Linked DNA regions of Gossypium hirsutum: region 1 is linked to region 2. A link is a contact called in public Hi-C data. All regions are on one chromosome and are shown on one strand. Each heading gives the region's core, a stretch centred on a gene start, on an enhancer-like site or on the middle of the called end of the contact. The rest is flanking DNA. Distances are from core to core; before and after follow the strand shown.

Region 1 (3,483 bases), core at 591-3,090, 490 kb before region 2:
GATAAGTAAGGATTTTAGTTATCCAAAGTTTGTTATGATCAAACATCAAAAGTAATGACTATGCCTATCCTTTTAACCCATTACATCTAAACCTCAAATTCCGCCTTCAATATGATTTCAATTTTTTTTAATATTGAATAGTCTATATCAAATAAAATTATCACCTTGTTAGACTACGTCAACGTATCTTGGATTACAACCATAAAAGTCTCTAATTTTTTAAATTTGTGTATTTCATGCAAGTTTGAGAGTCACCCTTATCTTGCATTACAACCATAAAATTCTCTATTTTTTTTAAATTTGTGCATTTCATGCAAGATTAAGAGTATTAAAACGAAAAACCCTAGAAGCCAAGAGTGCTATCCCTGGTATCCTAGCGAAAACAGTGGCTGCTGCGGCTTGGGATGAAGGAAAGTGGTGGCAACGATGGGTTTGGGGGAGATGAGATCTCCTTGTTAGCAGAGGAACTCATTCAGTTATCGGTCAAAAGCTCGATGGTAGAACCAAAAGGTAAAACATCTCTGATTTGCTCTGTTTGGACAAAGATATCTTATAATCAAGACAGTTTTATAGCACAAATGAAAAGTATATGGAAAACAAAGAAAAAATTTGAGATTCAATCAGCAGGGCAAAATCTCTTTCTAATAAGTTTTGAATTAGAGGAAGACTTGGAAGCTGTTTTGGAAGGCCAACCATGGTTGTTTAGAAAACATTTAGTTCTTTTTGAACGTTTGATTAAACCAATGGAAAGAGATCAAATCAGACTTGACTCATCCCTGTTTTGGGTTAAAATTAGGCCATGTTTACCAGAGTTTGATAAAAAAAGATCTGTTGCATGCTATAGGAGTTACTTTTGGAGGAGTACTTCGTTCGGAAATTATGGGTGAATTCTGCTGCCTTAGGATAAAATTAAATGTGCAAAAACCCCTTCGCAGGGGCATATTTGTTTCAACTGGTACAGGTCATAAATGCTGGATCCCATTCAAGTATGAGAAGCTACCGATTTTTTGCTTCGGGTGTGGCAGAGTGGGACATGGTCTCCATGAATGCACAGAAATAATTCCTGAAAAAAAGGACAATTAGAGAGAGCCCAACTTTCTCCTTGGCTTTAAAAGCAGAGTCAAATTTGGTTGGTAGGGAGAGCCTAAAATTGAATGCCCTATCAAAAAAATTACAATCACAAAGTTCATATATAGGAAATACTGAAGAAAACCAGAGGGAGCACTTATATAATGAAAAGAGATTCAAAAGGAAGGAGAAATTAATGAAAAAGAAATTGAGAGCAGTAAAGCAGATGGAGAAGTAATGAGACCGATCAGGAAAGCCACTTGGAGAAGATTAGAACCAGTAGAAGGGATGAGACAATATGAGGAAGGAAGTAAATTGTAGAAGAGGAAATTGGTAGAACTCATAGAAGATGATCATGAAGACACAACTAAAAGGGTGAGGATGAAATTAGTTTGTTGACAGATGCTTCCAAACAGAATATATCGGCGGCTGCCAAATGGCAAGCCGACCGGACGCAATGAAAATCATATGCTGGAATGTCCGTGGATTGGGGAGTCCGCGGGCAGTGAGAAGACTTCGATTTTTACTGAAGCAAAATAATCCCCAGTTGGTCTTCTTTATGGAGACTAAAGTTAGTGAGAAGCGAATGGAGGAAATTAGGAGGAGGTGTGGCTTTATGAATGGGCTGGAGGTAGGAGCAACAGGTTCACGTGGAGGAATTTGCCTAGCATGGCATAAAGAGGTTCAGGTAAAACTCAGAACTCTCTCAACAAGTCATATGGACGTGCTGATTAAAGAAGAAGGTGTTAATGAAGAATGGAGATTCATAGGGTTTTATGGATCACCTTAGCCACAAAATAAAATTGCCTCATGGGATCTATTAAGACTGTTGGGACAGGATCAAAATTACCCTTGGCTTTTTAGTGGAGACTTTAATGAAATAACCTATTCTTTTGAGAAAAAAGGTGGTCTGCCAAGGGAGGAAAAAAGAATGGCAGCGTTTCGTAAGGTTTTAAATGAATGCCAACTTATAGATGTGGGATACTCTGGAGCATGGTACACATGGGAAAAAGGAAATTTATAGGAAACGAATATCAGAGAAAGAATTGACAGGGGTGTTACGAATGAAAAATGGTTGGAGCTCTTTCCAGAAGGCATTATACACAATTTAACGTCTACACTTTCGGATCAGTCCCTTTTTAATAAGCACATCTAACGAAAGTAGATTCAAAGGAACTTCAAATTTCAAATTTGAAGCATGGTGGACCACAGAAGAGTCAATTGAGGAGGAAATTAAGAAGTCATGTGAGTCTTCAAATGGATCAATTCTTGAAAAGATGGAAACACTATAGATCAGTCTTTCAAAATGGGCAAAATCAATAAAGAAGGAACGGAAGGGATTGACAGCCAAACTTTCAAAGGAGCTCGAGGATTTAATGGTGGAAGAACGAGATGATGATATACTGGCAAAAATAATTGATACGAAAATTCATTTGAATATGGAGATTGATAAAGAGGAAAGGTATTGGGAACAGAGAGCACAGGCTAATTCGCTTAAGTTAGGGGATAAGAATACAACATTTTTTCATAAATATGCCTCAATGCGGAAAAGAATTAATACAATAATCAGGTTGGACACTGATGATGGAATTGGAATTCACGAGGAATCAGAAATTAACAAGACTGCAACGAGCTATTTCCAGAACCTTTTTTCGACTCATGTCGCAGGAGATCTATCCCATCTTTTAACAGGTATCAATAATAGTATATCTTCAGAAATCAACCTAGATTTATTGTCAGAAGAAATTTTTGCAGCACTCAAAGGAATGGGATCTACTAAAGCACCAGGATTCGATAGTTTCCCGGCATTATTCTTTCAGAAATATTGGCATATAGTTGGTAAAGATATTGGCGACTTTTGTTTGGGAGTTTTGAATAATGGAAAGGATTTTAAAGGTTTAAACCTAACTGAGATCATACTTATACCGAAGACATCCAAACCTACAAATCTTGGTCATTTCAGACCTATCAGCCTATGCACAGTTATATACAAAATTATAGCCAAAACAATTGAGAATCGTCTTCAAGAGTTTATTGGCAGATGTATTGATAATGCTCAGAGTGCTTTCGTCCCAGGAAGACTAATATCAGATAATATATTGATAGCCTATGAACTACTTCATACTCTTCGTCAAAAAAGAACAGGGAAAAAAGGACTCATGGTAATAAAATTGGACATGAGTAAAGCTTATGACAGAGTTGAATGGGCATTCTTAAAGGAAGTTATGATCCGAATGGGCTTTGTAGAGGAATGGGTGTCATTAATCATGAGGTGTATTTTTACGGTCTCGTATGTAGTAACTACTAATGGGAGAAGAGGCAGTGATTTTCAACCTACCAGAGGACTTCGACAAGGTGACCCACTTAGCCCTTTTCTTTTTCTTATTTGTAGTGAAGGACTTTCGGCCTTACTCA
Region 2 (3,323 bases), core at 537-3,036:
ATCCCTAATCATAGTTGGCCAATAAAACTCTAATCCCAAAATCTTTTAAGTACTCTTTTTTCCTCCAAAATGTCCCCTACAAAGTGAGGCATGACACCCGACCAAAATATCATCAATATATCACATCCCATCTAAAGTGATTGACATTGTGTCCAATCACCACCCTAGTTGTATAGTCTAGGCCTACCATGGAAGAATAATCCATCAACTTACACTGTGACAACCAATAGGATAGTGACACGTGGCACTTTGGGATCCCATATTAGAATAAATAAACCCTTAACTCCCATACATCGGGGGGTCCTCTTTCTCTCTCTCTCTCTCTCACACACACACACACACACTCTCTCTCTTTCTCCTCTTTCAATAGTCTTTCTCTCCCTCTCATCAGCCATATTCCAACCAAGCTCTGACCACCTTGCACAATAGCTCTCCACCTAACCTTAAGTTAGGTGAATTGCTATACACCATCATCATCTTCCGTTATTTGATTCGTCATAAATATATAATACCTAATAATGTGGCACAATTTATTTCTCACCACAACAACTAAAATTTCAATATTTATTAAGATTGAATTTTTTTTTACTAAGCATTTCCTTTATATGATCTCCTTATTCCCTTTTTGTATAAGAAGCAAAACTTTGTTTGAGTTTTTCTTGTTCATTTTTCTTCCTTTTCTTGATTTCTCTTAGTTATTTTAATATCATATTAGGGGTTTGATTTTTCCTATGTTCCTTTTTCTTGATTTTTTCTCAAATAATTTTTAACGTTTAATTTTATAATGCATAAAGCAAATAGACAGTCCTTAAAATGATTGTAAGGCCAATGGGCATGTGTTCTAGACTGAGATCACTTTTGCCTCAAACTTAATTATTTTTTGTTTAAGATGATGGATGTTCCTTGGTTGTCTTTACAATTTTATTTTCTTATAAATGTTTTATCCCATTTGCGACTTATCCTTCTAAAATATCATACCCAAACACTATGAATGCACTAAAAGGCTACTAGAGGCTGGGACCAAGTCAATACAAGACGTTAAGTTTAAATCCTTATGGTCCAGTCATAAATCTTCATTTTACATTGTTGTTGGTTGTGGTTCTCATATCGGTTTCGTACAGTTTCTTTGTTGTTTTTGTAAATGAAATTGTTGTGTACTATTGTTTTTGGGCCATCGTATATGTCTCATTGCAAGAGAGAAGCTAGAATTTTTGTTAGTGGGGTGGAATTAAATTGCATTTTTTTTAAATAGTAAAAATGCAATTTCACTATTTTAATAACCTATAGCTTTATAATTTTAAATGACTAAATCATTTTTTATCATTTTGGGAGGGGCAAAATATAATTTTATTATAAAGAGCTTAAATGAAAATTTTTCCATTTAAGAGGAACAGGACCTGCCAATCCCTAACTTCCCCACTACCTCGTTGGCCTTGGGCTTTTGAATCAATCATGTTTTTACAGTTGTTATATATATATATACTTATCATGCATATAAAATTTTAAATTGATCTAATATTTTTATGATATTAATTTAAAATACTGTCTACATTAATATATATTTAATGATCGAAAATTTTCTTTTACATAAAATAAATAATTATATAATTTTAATTTATTCCATATTTAATAGGCACAATTTACATAAATAATATGAAATATAATGGCTAGATTTATAAAAATCAATCCATACTGGCCAAGTTTATTCTCTGTGCATGCGTGTAATATAGCTGAAAAACCCAGTAAAAGAACAATAGAAAAAGAAAGCTAAAAAGATTATAAACCCAAATATAATGACCTTTATTGTTCAAAAAAGTCCACCAAGACTTTATTGTTCTATAGTGGCCTTTTCTTGGGCCCGTTTTAATATTCAAACAACAATACTAACAATTCGACTCGTTTCGCTGTTTCCTTAAAAGGACAATCGATCTTCATCAAGTAACAAGTGACTGGGTTATTCCAGAGGTGGCTCATGAGACCCATAAGGCTTCCTGAACCGCCCATAGGACGGAGGAGCGCGGCGGAGGTGTTCGAAGCCGGGATTTATGGGATAATCAAACGGGTTGTTGTGATAGGAAATGGCTTCTCGGGAGCTGAGAATCAATGCATCGGTTTGGTTCGGGCTTTAGGCCTCTCGGGTTGTCTTACTTTATATGTAAGCTTCTCTTTATATCTTCCTTTTTGACCGTTCATTTCAAAACTCAGTTCTTTTAATCTAATTATTGTGTGTCTTTTACATGTCCCAAGATTCAAATCGAAATACAGCTATTTGTAAGGAATGGGAAATTTTGATTTGTTATTATTTATATAGTATTTGTTTAATCTATTATGCAGCGTGTTACAAGGCCAAGAGGAGGAATCAATAAGTGGCTACATTGGCTTCCGGTTTCTCTTCATAAAAAATTGGATTATGTTATAAGGCAAATTTGCATCTATTCAGGAGTTCAAGGGGAAGCTAGATGGAGTAAAGTGGTTCCTTTTGCAGTTGAAAAAACTGGTATCTGTTTTCAGCTCTCAAATTATATGGTTTCATATTGCAGTACCAAAGATGGCACCCTTTTATGTTGAAGAAGTCTTTGATTTGTCCTTTTTTTTTGTACCCCCCCCCAAAAAAAAATCAAAATTCATATGAGAACTACAGGGCTGTCCAGTGTAATAGAAGCTGATGCAAAACAAATTGCAATGATGGCACGGGATACATTTGAGAAGTATATTCTTCCAACTTGAATTTCTTTGTTTGCTACTACTTTTTGTTGCACAATGTGACACTTGACGTTGAAGCTATGTGATTTAGCTTCTAGTGGCAGTTCTTTCTCTTGTGATTATTTTCTTATTTTTTTTTACTCTATTAGGGAGGGCCCTCTGTTGGTCATAGCGTCTGGTCGGGATACAATTTCTGTTGCGAGCTCCATTAAACGGTTAGCCACAGAAAATGTTTTTCTTGTTCAGGTTAAACCTTTTTTTTTTAATTCTCTTTTCCTCTTTGTTTATATTTGAATGAGATTTTGTATTAGAGTTCCCACTAGGTGCTTGATATACAAGGCAATTTGTATGTTTCCTTTGAAGTTATTCAACTGTTTCGACTTTGTAGACCTGGGTGATTTCACAGTAGGTTAAAAGTTTAAAAGGTGGTCAGAATGTTCAACCTTTAAAAGGTGGTCAGAATGTTTAACCTTTTATATATTTCTTTTCAGATACATATTGGCTTTTATATTTCTCATAAGAAAAAAATCCAAGAAAATGGCCTGAAATTGTTTATTCATTATGCCGGTAATCATATGTTTTTTTTTTTTTTTTTTTACATTTCTCTGTTTGTCTTACAT

Evidence for each region. Hi-C and Micro-C count contacts between places; a contact is called where the count stands out from the background.
Region 1: a contact with region 2 is called in a Hi-C map of leaf, with 3 times the contacts expected there. The contact joins the enhancer-like site here to the promoter of LOC107899764 in region 2. A contact is called at or near these places in 7 of 34 Hi-C or Micro-C datasets (anther, callus, leaf and 1 more).

What each region holds. Positions count from the first base shown.
Region 1 is chrD04:30,214,143-30,217,625 of Gossypium_hirsutum_v2.1, reverse strand. It overlaps LOC107899741 (a long non-coding RNA gene), which reads right to left. Exons shown (of 4, transcript XR_001684805.2): 4 at 148-1,063. Among protein-coding and RNA genes, the nearest start is that of LOC107899741, 4.0 kb to the right of the region's middle. Within about 2 kb of position 1,840, at least 5 of the 9 cell types and tissues checked have an H3K27ac peak or open chromatin away from gene starts, as enhancers often do. A contact at or near this core is called in leaf, where this site is marked.
Region 2 is chrD04:29,726,141-29,729,463 of Gossypium_hirsutum_v2.1, reverse strand. LOC107899764 (mitochondrial fission protein ELM1) reads left to right here and starts at 1,786. Exons shown (of 11, transcript XM_016825557.2): 1 at 1,786-2,155; 2 at 2,335-2,497; 3 at 2,642-2,708; 4 at 2,853-2,949. The coding sequence starts at 1,973.